Regions from separate parts of the Mus musculus genome. Here region 2 is linked to region 1. The links are chromatin contacts, called in public Hi-C maps. All regions are on one chromosome and are shown on one strand. The core of a region is the stretch at or near the end of the contact, and the rest is flanking DNA. Distances in the headings are between cores, read along the strand shown. Region 1 overlaps Dpf3 (D4, zinc and double PHD fingers, family 3). Region 2 overlaps Dpf3 (D4, zinc and double PHD fingers, family 3).

What was found. Hi-C and Micro-C count contacts between places; a contact is called where the count stands out from the background.
Region 2: a Hi-C map of liver shows a contact between it and region 1, with 2.1 times the contacts expected there. The contact joins two enhancer-like sites. A contact is called at or near these places in 3 of 484 Hi-C or Micro-C datasets (cardiomyocytes, liver and olfactory sensory neurons) and 1 of 9 other capture datasets (adipose tissue).

The regions. Positions count from the first base shown.
Region 1 is chr12:83,371,866-83,378,454 of GRCm38.p6, reverse strand. The region is part of intron 1 of Dpf3 (D4, zinc and double PHD fingers, family 3); the gene reads left to right. Among named protein-coding and RNA genes, the nearest start is that of Dpf3, 110 kb to the left of the region's middle. Within about 2 kb of position 2,849, at least 62 of the 459 cell types and tissues checked have an H3K27ac peak or open chromatin away from gene starts, as enhancers often do. A contact at or near this core is called in liver, where this site is marked.
Region 2 is chr12:83,442,567-83,449,155 of GRCm38.p6, reverse strand. All of the region lies in intron 1 of Dpf3 (D4, zinc and double PHD fingers, family 3), which reads left to right. Among named protein-coding and RNA genes, the nearest start is that of Dpf3, 42 kb to the left of the region's middle. Within about 2 kb of position 3,760, at least 17 of the 459 cell types and tissues checked have an H3K27ac peak or open chromatin away from gene starts, as enhancers often do. A contact at or near this core is called in liver, where this site is marked.

The DNA of each region.
Region 1 (6,589 bases), core at 1,600-4,099:
TTATTTTTATTTTTTATTTTTTGGTTTCTTTTCTTTTTCCTTTCTTCTTTTCTTCCTTTTTTTTTTTTTTTTTTTGAGACAGGGTTTCTCTGTGTAGTCCTGGCTGTCCTGGAACTCACTTTGTAGACCAGGCTGGCCTCGAACTCAGAGATCTGCCTGCCTCCTCCCCCTACTGAGTGCTGGGATTAAAGGTGTGCACTATTACCACCTGGCTGAGTCAGCCATCTCTGATAGAGTTTTGATAGGCATTCCGACCAGACACTCACACTGATTTAATGTGCGTGGTTTGGGAACAGGCAAGAATACAACACTCTGGCCCCATCTTCAAGATACTCACGGTCTGAGTGCGAATGGAGTAAGGAAGACAGCAAAGAGCAGGAAAACAAAGTAGACTCAAAGATGTGGAACCGAAGTGCTTTGGGCAGGATAACCTGGGACCCTTCCTAGAAGAGTGAGGATTTCTGCTAGCCTCGAATCCGTTCAGATTAGCCAAACTATGTGTGGAAGGACATGAGTATTTTTGTTGGCCATGTGGACCAGGCTCTCTGCTGCTTGTGTGCAGAAAAAGCGTCAGATGAAGATTAACATCGATTGATTGCTTCTTCTGTTTACCCACTTACTCATCTATCAACTTGATGTGGCAGATTCTCTGTCCTGGGCTTCAGGACAGGCCAACAGATGCGTCAGGTGTGGCCTCTGGTTCTTAGAGTAGACTCTGCGAGGGAGGGGTCCTGCTGCATCATGTCCCAACTGCCTTGCTCTCTAAGAGAGCTCTAAGCTTGCTCTCAAAGCTTGGGTCAGAAGTTTGAGCGGGTGTCTGACCATGTCAAATCCACTGCCAAAGTGAAGATTCCATGCGGGATGTCACATGCAGAGGACTAACTAGCCAGCCTGCTCAGGCAGAGTTATTGCCGCAAAGTGGCAGAAAGCAGATTGTGCTTCAAGGAGAGGTGGCAGGAGAGACTGGATTGTAGGTATTCCTGCCTCTGTGTCCTGGATTCTAGCATATTAAGTCCTTCTGCTGGCCTACAGAACACTGAGTGTGAACCGCAGGGAAGGCACAGGGCCGGGGAGCCTGTGAGTGGTGTGGGGCTGAACAGGCTTGCCTGGTACCCAGCCTTTTATATACCTGCTCTCTTAGTCCCCGCAGCCTGGCAGAGGCAGAGCATCACTAGAAGCCACTTTGAATTCTGTGCCAAGGGGTAAAAGGCTAAAAGAAGGTTTGAGGAAGACTTCTTTTTGCCAGGATGGAATGAAAGGAGAGCGATGATGATTTCGGTTAGGGATGGCTGCCATTAAGCCAGTCATTGGGTGATGAGCACTAACAGAGAGATTGTAGACTTTCGTACTTTCCCTGCTAAAGCTGCAAGTGGACAGGCCTCTAAACTGCAGACTTCCATGTGCATCTAACACTGAGGACTAAGTGTACATATGGGGTATATGGGTTGTAGTTCAAGTGGAAATGCCTCCTCCCCTGGGCCAGTGGGAACAGGGTGGTCAGAGCACAGCACAACTTCCTGGATACCAACTGTGTACCAGGTTCTGTGCTGGATGTAGGGAATGCCTCAGGCTCAAGGCCAGAATGTAGGGGATGCTGGCCTCCCTGATTCAGGTCACCTCCTTCACCCTGGAGCTGCTGGTCCCTGGGAGGCGGTCATGGCTCAACGTGAGCAGCTGTGTGCTGTGGCCCCCCTCAATCAATACAGTCTCTGTTCTCTTGGGGGTTCACAGTCCAGTGAACCCCAAACATCAACCATCAGGGAAGACATGCTAGACATTGAATTAGGTTTCAGTTGGTACAGCAATAGTATTGATGTTTTAGATGTAAGAAAATGATTGGGGAGAAAGGATTTTAGAACCTCTCCCTCTCCCTCTCCCTCTCCCTCTCCCTCTCCCTCTCCCTCTCCCTCTCCCTCTCCCTCTCCCTCTCCCTCTCCCTCTCCCTCTCCCTCTCCCTCTCCCTCTCCCTCTCCCTCTCCCTCTCCCTCTCCCTCTCCCTCTCCCTCTCCCTCTCCCTCTCCCTCTCCCTCTCCCTCTGTGGGGACTTCTTGCATGTGTCTTCAAGTGTATATGTATGGGGACAAATATTTAATTTTTCATTTTTTGAGGTTGAATCTCATGCATCCTAGGCTGGCCTCAGGCTTACCCTGTGACCAAGCACGACTTTGAATTTCTGCTCTGCCTGCCTTAATTTGGGATTAGAATCATGTGCCACAGTGCCCAGCATTTTTTTTTTTTAATGCAGGTTCTGGGGATCAAACTCGGGTCCTTATGCTTATAAGACAAGCATTTACCAGGCTGAGCTATCCCGCCGTCACCCCTCCTATGTTTATTCTTTCCTTAATCTTCATCCGATTCTTCAGGTACCACCCTCACGACCTAATTACTTCTAAAGGCCCCATGGCTCTATATCCAGATACCATAATCTGGTGGGTCAGGACATTAGCTTTTTTTTTTGCATGTGGGGTGACATAATTCAGTCTGACCTAGTGGTTAGCTCTTCTTTCAAGGGCCGATTCTGTGAGCAGTACAACATCAAGGGGCTTAAAATGGTTCCCTTCCCCTGTCAAAAACTGTCCGTTAGCTTTCGAGGGTTTATTGAAAGCTAAGTGAGAGCAGAGCTTCCTGTGTCAGTTACACATGCTGACATGCAAAAAGCAGGGTGTTAGTGCTCTGGAGGTGAGTTTCATGTGTGTTTGCAGGTGGCTGGGAAAGGCGGGTGGGTGAGGCTGTGGGCAGGCAGGAGGGGAGCAGGGGGGCAGACAGAGGCACCGCAGAGGGTGGAAGCTGGAGAGGAGGAGGGATCAAAAGTATCTCTGGCCAGGGTTGCTCAAGTCCTGCTTATCTCTGTTTACAGGCACAAACAGTAGGCCAAGGTTGTCCTGTAACAGCAAAAGGGGACCTGAGGCCACATGATATGAGAGAATAGACAAGAACTCTGGAAAGTGACACAGCTCAGTGCCAGACGGGGTGAGGGCGGCTTCATGGGTGGGGAGCAGTGACCCCCTCTTTGCTCCCCCACCCCAGAAGAATGAGAGCTGGGGAGGAAAGAAGCTCTTGGTAGAAGATGAGGAGTTTGCTTTTTGAACATCCCTCATCTCCCTCTACTGAAGACAGAGATGGGCTATGTAGCCCAGGGTGGCCTTGAACTCGTAACCCTTTTGTTTCCATTGCATAGATACTGAGATTGTAGGCATGCTCCGTCACGCCTGGATGGGCATGTGTTTGAAGTACGGCGCGGCACATGTCCTTAGTTGTGAGCACAGGACCTGTGGGACAATCAGGACGAGTGTCTGCTTAGAGGGCTGGACCTGAGCATGATCTCACGGCAGTGACAGGAAGTTGAGCCAGTGACCAGGTTCTCTGGAACAGGTTGAATGAGGAGCAGAGGGCCCTCCTGGCCCTGGACTTCATCTCCCTATAGACATGCTCAAAAAAAGTCCCTGGATATCCAGTTTTTAGAGCTGGACTGGACCCCTCTGTCCATTTGTGACCAAAAAGGGACCTCTCGACCCTCACGAAGCCCTCTAGAGCCTAGCAGCTGGTGTTCCAGACTAGAAGGCTTTTCCCGAGCCCAGCAACGTCTCTCCTTTCTGTTTCTGATTGCAGGCTTTAGTGGCCTGGGGTCAGCGCTTGATGAGGACATCGCTCTAACCTGTCTGGTGCCAGCTTCCTCCGGCCCAAGACATCAATCATGCCTTGGTAATCTAGCTCCCGTGGTCTGGTAAAGACAGGTGATGGCTGAGGCTGGTCCATGCCTGCTCCAGCCTGGGGCACACTGGTCGCAACTCCACAAAATGAGTCATTTGCTGCCAGCCTGTCCCTATTCCTTCTGCTCCCCCCCCCGCCCCCCATGGCTTTAATGCAAATGTCACCCATGGGGTGGAATCTTTTCCTTCTGGGACTTTATTTATTTATTCATTTATGAATTCCACATCGGAAAGGACATTTGTAAGGAAAGGACCCGAGTAAGGGTGGAAGGCGAGAACTCTGACACCACTCAGTATTTGATATTTATCACAAGTTTCACTCATACAAAGATTTCACTTTTGAAAATACACACGTCCCCCCACCCCCTCACAGCGTGCCTCTTAGTACTGACCTGCATGCTCACAGAGTGGAAAGGACTTAAGATCAAGCCCATTTGCACTGGGTCATGGCTTTCTTCCCCTGTCTCCTCCTTTCGATGTAAGGCACAGACATTGGCCAACTTCTCTATTTGTTCTTAGTAAGTTTGCTTTCTTGTTCCTTTCGTGTGGACCAAAGCTGTTGGAAGTGAAGAACATGGCAGGGAAGTTCACCTGGAAGTCTTACCATGTGTTTCTTTGCTTCCAGAAGTCCATCTGGAAGAAGGAAAAGCCCATTTCCTCTAGGAGATGAGTGGTGTTTTGTTTTGTTTTGTTTTGTTTTTTTGTTTTTTTCTGAGATAGGGTTTCTCTGTATAGCCCTGGCTGTCCTGGAACTCACTCTGTAGACAGGGTGGTCTCAAACTCAGAGATCCGCCTGCCTCTGCCTCCCGAGTGCTGGGATTAAAGGTGTGTGCCACCATGCCCGGCTTTAGGAGATGAATTTTACTGCACTTTGTGGACTTCATTTTATGTCCCCCCCCCAGAATTCCTTAGATTGAACTAGTTAATATATATATATATATATTTAAAAGATCATGGGATGAGCCTGGACTAGTGGTGAGGTACACCTGTAGTCTTGGCCCTTGGGAGGCTGAGGTAGGAACATGAACTACATGGTGAGATCCTGTCTAAAACAAACAATGGACAATGGGCAACCTCGCTCTCTTGTATTCTGACCAGTTCCCATCACTATGGTGGTGGCCCCTGGCCAGGCTGTATCGTCTTGTGTGGGTTGAACTGCCCATGAAAGCTCTCATTCCTCTAGGATGCTTTGCCTTAGCTGGGGGGTGGGGGGTGGGGGTGGCGTGGGGGAGCCATCCAGGCTGGTGTGACACAGGCAACCCTCCGTCGGAAATGTTCATTTTTGATCAATCTCATGGTCCTTGTTAGTATCTTTGATTACACTGGATTACGTGCCATTCCGTTTTATAGCATTTTAATGGGCTTTCAGCTCCCCTCCCCAGGTCATTTCCAGCTGTGTGGTTATTAGGATTTGACAGCAGTTTGGTTCTGTCACTGCCAGGACACCTTCTGTGCAGGCTGGCCCTTCTGCGTGAGTGCCAGGCTCTTCAGAGGTGACAAGCGAGAGGAGCCTTGTTTGTTTCCCAGGGGCTTGCCAACGATTAAATGACAACAAATGAAACCTCCCATGGCTGTATCCCCCAATTGTAAGATGTTTGTTTTAAATCCTTTGGTTGGGGGCTGGTGAGATGACCCAGTGGGTAGAGGCTATTGCTGAGCAAGCCTGCCCACCTCAATTCCATCCTTATTGGAGGGCCAGAGCTGCTTCTGCAAAGTTGACCTCTGACCTCCACACAGTGCCCTGCCCCCACACTCACACACTAGTAATGGTAATGATAAATCTTTAATAGGATCTGACCCATTGACTTAAAAAAAAAAACCAAAAATCCTGGTTTCTAACAAACAGTATGGAATGTGCTGTGATTAGAAACCCGTGTATTGCTGTTGGGATTGTGAAATGGCCCAGGAACTGTGAATAACAGAAAGATACTTTAAAAAAAAAATTTCCAGATGGTCCACCAAATCTACTCTTGGGCCTGAACTCAAAATAATTGAAAGTATAGGCTCGATATTTGTACCTGTATGTCTGATTTCTCTAGAGAGTATAGCTATATTCATAGTGACTTAAGCATGAAAGCAATCCACGTCTTCATTGACCACTGAGCTGATAAGCAGAGTATGGGATATAGAAATAGTCTAAAACAGATGGGTATTCTGACATACGTTACAGCATGGACGAATCTAGAATGCTGTAATATGCTAAGTGCAATATGCTGTCCTCAAAAGATCCAAATCCTACGAAGTACTTGGCTAGTCAAAATGACAGAGGCAGACAGTGGCGGGGGACTGGGGGAAGGGGGAAGAATGACTGTTTAATGCTTGTTTAGTTCTGCTTTTAGGAATGAAGAGTTCTGGAAATGGACGCTGCTGTCAGTTGTACAACATAAGAACTCTTGATACCTGTTATGATTTGAGTGTAGCTATTCGCCATGGGCCCTGAGTTTGGCACTTGGTCCCCAGGTGGTGGTATATTTTGGTAGCTGTACAACCTCTGGGAGGGAGGGACTGGCCAGAGGAAATGGGGCAGACATTTATAACAGTGCTTCAAATGACTTACTCAGTTCTCCAGTTTGCCCTCACAATCTTTGTGGCCCCTCCTCTTCCTGCCTTCATGTCCCTCCCCTTCCTGCCTCCACGCCTCTCTATCCACAAGGCTCGGGTTCTCCTGCCAGAGGTTATGCTGTTGTATTTGGGTTTCTCTCTTAGCTCTTGCCCTAGATGCGCCTGTGTTTTATATGTTAGGTTTTTGCTTTCACTGTTTTTTTTTTATCTGCACAATTATATCATTGTCATGGGTTGTGTTTTTTGTTTTGCCTTGACATTATGTTTACTGAGTAAGATCATCACTTGTCCAAGACTATCAAAGATTCACAGATATA
Region 2 (6,589 bases), core at 2,511-5,010, 70 kb before region 1:
GGAGACCAATCTGGTTCATGGAACTCTTTTTCCGGTTTCTGGTATAGACTTGTGCCTAAGTCTCTGACCCTCCTTTGCTTTGTGACCTCCTAGGGGACAGAGCACCAGGAAACCTCTCAAAAGGTAGCCTGATGGTCGGCTGTTCTGCCGTCCATCTCTTCCTTTATTCTATGTCTGTGGGTTCATTCTTTCTCTGCAACCCGAGTCTCTCCAGAGGACCAGGTCTGGGGCGCAGAGCTCAGAGCTCCTTTTGTTTCTTCCTCTCCTCCCTCCAACTACCCGACTTCCCTTGCTGGGCTCCAAAAGGGGTGATGCTTGCCTTGAAAGCATCTTTTGAGGATTAATTGATGTCTGCTCTTTGCTTTGAAGAGGAGAGAGAGAGAGAGAAAGAGAGAGAGAGAGAGAAGAGAGAGAGGAAAGAGAGAGAGAGAGGGGAGAGGAGAGAGAGAATCTATCAAGTCCCTAGGCTGTCCTCAAAGCTCTCCCTCCCTTGTTCTAGCTGGTGCTTGGTCTGGCCAACGGAGGTGCAGAACGAGCTGGCCTGTCATGATTACCTTCCCGAGCCCTTTGCTTTCTCATTGCTGGCGGTGGAAGGGCTCAGTGCCTCAGCAGGGAGGAAGAAGCCCTCAGGTGGGCATGATACACCATCTTGCTTTTGTTTTTTGTTTTTTAACCTGGAGAAAGAATATTATCATCGAAACGATCATCCCCCAGGGAAAGTTGGTTTGTGGCCATCTGTGACATTTTCTCATTTGGAAATTGTTCTCTTCTCTCTCTTTTTAAAAAGCTTCCTAAGTGTCAGAGGCAAGAGGAGTTATAATCTGTCACCTCTCAAAGCAGTCCCTCTGCCAGGCTATTGATATGTTAATTTCATGAGGTTCAGGGAGGCAAGGATGACACCCTGCTTCAAGATAAGTATTTCCGTCTCAAAGAATTCTTTGTAAACGGAAGAAAAGGAACCTGTGAGCTACTTATGGGGAAGAGCCAGTTAATGCAGTATGTGTTAAGAGACAAGGGGTTTGGCCTGGCACCATCGTCAACACTTGGATGAGGATCAGAAGTTCTGGGTCACCCTTGACTACATAGCTGAGGTGGAAGTTAGTCTGGGTTACATGCAACCTTGTCTCCAAAGAAAGGTCTATTTTGGAGGTCATGCCAATCGGAATTAAAATGAATCAATGGTAGCCTCAGTTGTATTGTGACCGTAGAAGACAAGACTGCATGTCCAAGCCAGCTAAGCACATTGGAGTCCTCTTTCAAGGCTTTGGATGGCACCAGGGTGCAAGGAGCGTTAGAGCACCCAAGGCTGAGCTGACCTTCCAATAGGGTAGCCAGAGAGCAGCCTTTACTTCTTGGTGTTTAGATTAACTGTCTGGCACCTGATCCTCAGAGAGCCTTTCCAGCATTTCAGGGCTTGCTGTCCAGAGACCGTTCTTCCTTTCTATGGTATTCCTGGCTACTTGGAAAATCTGAAGATCTGGCAATCTGGATCTTCATTCCATGGAGACTGCCTGCTGATTTGGATAAAGCCATGAGACTGCCAGCTTCCGGCAATTGTTACCTGTCTACAAGTGAATGAGAAGGAGTGTTTACTTAGAACATGCTTAGGTGAGTTGACACAATCAAGGATTCAGGCTGAGAAGGGATTAGCTTTCTAGAAAGGTCACCCCTTAGCAGGTTAGGGTTCATAGGCTATTTACAGAAGACTTGATAAAGAATAAATCCTGGAGGGAGGAGACGAGTGTCATGATTATGCTACACAGTAGAAGACATGTTTCTCAAAGAAATACCCACTGTGTGGTCACTATGGCCCACTGTATGCCCACTGGGTGCCCAATGCATGCTCACAGCTTTGCAACCCTGCTGTGGTTGGCTCAAGAGACCTCTGTCTAGTGTCAGCCCTGTAGGGCTTGGGACATCAAGAGCTTGATGGATCTTGTGTGCTGTTAGCCAGCATGGACTTGCCCTTGACGCCACCTTGGAGAGCAGGAGGACCAGCTCTTCCTCCCCTCTCAGTTTGCTCATCAGTGTGGAGACACTAGTGCAGGTGTTGTAGACTCAGAGCCAGAGGGTTCGGCAGGCTCTACAGAGGAAAGAAGCGAAGTCTTCATGGGAGAAGTGGCAGAGCTGAGAGCGCTGGAAGGGCCCTGTTAGCCTGATGGGATGTCCAGACTTTCCCACCTGGGGGAGGGGAGTCCAGTGTTGTCAGAGCTCTCAATAGGTTTACAATAGGAATTTGTGTACACAAACTCCAACAACTTCTTTAAACCATTACTCTATTTTTAATCAGGTCTTGCTCTGGTTAGGCTAGTCTGGAACTCGCTATGAAGCCCACCTTTAACAATTATTCGCTCAGTGGTTAAGAGCACTGGCTGCTCTTCCAGAGGGCCTTCTTTGGTTCAATTCCCAGCATCCACATGGCAGCTCACATCTGTAATCCAGCTCTAAGTGATCTGACAGGCACACACAGACATACAGCACAAACACCAATGCACATAAGATAAAATCATTAAAAATTATTTTATACATATGTATGTTTTCCTTGCATGTATGTCTGTGTACTATGTGTGTGCTTGGTGCCGGCAGAAGCCAGAAGAGACTTGGATCTCCTGGGGTTGTAGATGGTTGTTAGCTGCCACGAGGAAGCTAGTAATCGAACCTGGGTCCCCTGGACGAGTAGCCAGTGCTTCTAACTGCTGAGTCATCTCACCAGCTCTCTTCTGCTGCTTTTGGAGCACCAGGGTTCTAGTGTCTACACTCATATCTGGCAAGAATGTTTTTCTCTTATGGGACGGAGCCTAGGGATGCATGCATGCTAGATAAGTACTCTTCCACCAAGCTACATCCTTATCCTGAAAGCTTCAAATATAATGAACAAGTTCTTTAAAAAACATAGTGTGGACCACAGGAAACAAGTCTGGCCTCGAACTCAGAAATCCGCCTGCCTCTGCCTCCCGAGTGCTGGGATTAAAGGCGTGTGCCACCACACCCGGCAGGAAACAAGTCTGGGCACAATATTAACTTATGCCCTTAGGTTTGTAAGACCTGGATAAAACTTCTCTATTGGGCCATTGACTTGACTTTTTGAGTCCAGTACATAAAGAACGATCTCTTGTAGATAAAGAATTGGGATTGGAAACTTGGACTATTCTGTCAGCAGGCTAGATCAGCATGTGGGCTTCAGTGAGGATTGCTGTAAGGCCCGTAGGAAATCCAGGGACAGCTGAAGGGGAAGTGTGCATACTGTGGGTGGCAGTGGGGGCAGGTAGGGTGCAGAGGTCAGGGATGCTGCAGGAGGAGAGGGCGGGAGTGAGCTGGCACGGACTTGGAGCTAAGGCTGTTTATCCTCTGCCCTCATGTAGCCTGGTGGGTGTGCACACCCCTGCCAGCCATGCACAGAGGAAAAGAGTCACAGTTATCAGAAACAGCTCTGGGCATCTACTGGGACGAGCATGGAACTTGGCCCAGCCCTCCAAATTTGTCCTTGTAGTTAGGAATCGAAGCTCGTCATACACAAAGAGACACAGGGCAGCTGGTGGTAAAGAAAAGAGTAAGTGTGGGTTCAGAGAGCCCACGGCTTGGATCTTCTCTTGTTACTAGCCTTGCTGCTGGACCAATTACTGACCTTTGGAGGGGCATTGTGGGGGATTGGATGGGCTAATTTGCCTACCTTCTGGGGTTGTTTTGAGGAGTAGCTGGACACGAGAGCCACAGCGCATGAGTTCAGTTCAGAGCCTGGCACACAGTATGTACTCAGACTGAGCTATTATGAGACAAGCAGTAACCTCAGCTAACGCTGTTACTGTTGTAACACAGGTTACATTGTAACATGTAACTTCCATTGTCCCGGAAGAGAGCTGACAGGAGACTGAGCGCAAGGTCACCTAGTCCTGGTCCCCACTGCAAATGACTTCCTAAACGCAGATCCTCTAGCCTGTCTTTCAGGTGAGCAGGAGATGTAGAACTGGCCTGGATAGGCATCATCTAAGGGCCCTGAATAAGCTTCTGGGGCCCTGGCTCTATATCTATTACATAATGGCACTTTCCCCACAATCTGTTCACAAATATTTACTGAGAAACTACTATGACCCAAACCCCGAGAAAGAGCTTTTGGGCACGTTGAACACAATAAGACAAAGTATAACCATTTTATTAGTTTAGTCAGTTCTCTCTCTCTGTGTGTGTGTGTGTGTGTGTGTGTGTGTGTGTGTGTGAGATAACTTTTAGGAGTCAGTTCTGTCCTTCCACCCTGGGTTCTTGAGATTGAACTCAGGCCAGTAGGCTTGAGAAGCAAGCATTTTTACCTACGGAGCCGTTTTGCCATCCCTGGAGTACAGAGATGCTGAAGCTAGCATATAGGCTAAGCTGCTATGACAAAGAGATCCCCAAATAGAATGGCTAAGACAGGATTTATCTGCCAAGTAAGTCCTAAGGCAAGCATATTAGATTGACATGCAGGAGTTTTTGTTTTGCACCCTTAAGTCTGTCTCAGAGTGTGGGAGGTAGGAGGTGGGGAAATCCAAGGCAAGCGGCTTGTCTTGAGAAGGAGCAATTCTTGTGCTGTTGGCTGGAATTTAGTCACATGCTGCATCTAGCTGCAAGAGATGCTGGGAAATGTAGTCTGTAGTTGATAATGGGGTTGTAACAAAGAGAAAGAATGTTGATTACTGAGGTGCAATTAGCAGATCTAAGTAAAATAGGTGGTGACCAGAAAAGGGAGGACTTTCTTCTCTTTTTGGAGTAGGCAACTGTCTCACCCTCTGTGGTCTGAGGCATTTGGTACCTTGGAACTGGATTTCAGACTCTTCCAGAAAGTTCTGTTCTGTGCCTCATTGCAACAGGTGTGGTTTCTGACTCTTGCTGCCTTCCAGGAAGTAGGGCAGATATGGGAGAAAGTGGTATTTGTTGGAAGGTGCTCGTGGTGCACGTCTTTAATCCCAGCACTTGGGAGGCAGAGGCAGGCGGATTTCTGAGTTTGAGGCCAGCCTGGTCTACAAAGTGAGTTCCAGGACAGCCAGGGCTACACAGAGGAACCCTGTCTCAAAATAAACAAAAAACAAAACAAAACAAAACAAGACAAAACAAACAAACAAACAAATGACTCCATCTCAAAAAAAAAAAAAGACTCCATCTCAGTCTCCACAGGACAGTGGTTAGTGCTGGAGTAGGCATAGTAACGGAGAGGCTGGGTCAGACTAGCTTATCCCCCTTCCCTTAAGGCAGACGAAAGCTCTGTTGTTGCCTATGGGAGCTGATTGAAGTTGGGCCTTCCATCTAGAGTCTCAAATGAATTGCCGACGACCTCATCTCTTCTCTGGATTTTATGTACAGTCAGAAAACTTCATCAGAAGGTGCAAGGTGCACATGAGTGCTTAGCTCACACCTTATTCTGAATTAAGAAAGGTGCCTGATGTTTCTTAGGCTCATAGCTACTGTCTACTGGGTTTGAGTTTGAATGTGGGTCTATAATGTGTTACAAACTTTGTCATACTGCTCTGCTATCTTCATGTTTCATTGTCTGGGGCACCTGGTATTTCTCTCTGACTCTCCATCTTCTGAGCCAGGGGTGGGAGGGTGTCACGGGTATTTACTCTGAAGCCTTCTGAACAGCATTAATGAAAGAATAGGACTGGTTTCAAATCCAGGAAGAGAGAGACCATTGTCTAACTTATTATTTAGTGAAATCCTGGATGCCTCTGTGAACCTCATCGTTGTAAACCCCACATCAGTGTTTTATACATCTGAATTGCCTCTGGTTCAGCACAGCGCCCCGCACATGGCCAAGACTTAATACACGTCTATTAAGAAACATCATGAGCACAGACTAGGGACCACGCCTAGCTCTGTAACCTACCTAGCAGCCGTGTACCTCTGGACAGTGAACTTACCCTCTCTAGATCTTCATTCCAGACTGTATGATGGGAAATATATCAGAACCTACTTCATAGACAGAGACAAGATATGCGAGCTCTTCTAGAAATACCTAGACCATGCAAACCCGTCGTAAAGCATTAGCCGTTATTGGACCATTAATGACTAAGTGGCAGCCCAAGTCTGCCTGCTAGAACTTTATATCATGACTCTTTTCAATCTCCTTCTGTTTTGTTGATGTTGATTCAGTCCCCAGTCACACATTTGTTTGCTGCACAAAACAATCACATCTTTTTCCTCTCGTTCCAACAACTTAAATAAATTTTTAAGAAATGCTTTATGTATATGGGTGTTTTGCCCACATGTGTGCCTGAGCCCCACATATGTACCTACCTGGTGCCTGAGGAGGACAAGAAAAGGGCACTGGATAGATTCTTGAGAACAGGACAGACAGTTGTGAGCAGCCATATGGGTGCTGGAAATTGAACCTGGGTCCTCTGGATGAGCAGCCATGCTCTCGACTGCTGAGCCATTTCTCCAACTCCTGTACTCTTTTTTTTTTTTTTTTTTTTTTTTTTTGGTTTGGAAGGGAAACAAGAGCAAAAGACATATAGTCTGTTGCTATGTGCCATAGCACTCATCTGCTAATAATCCTAGCTGTTTGTGATGCAAACCAGGGTTTGGCTTTGAGGGCAGTTTGAGGGATTCATTATCGTGG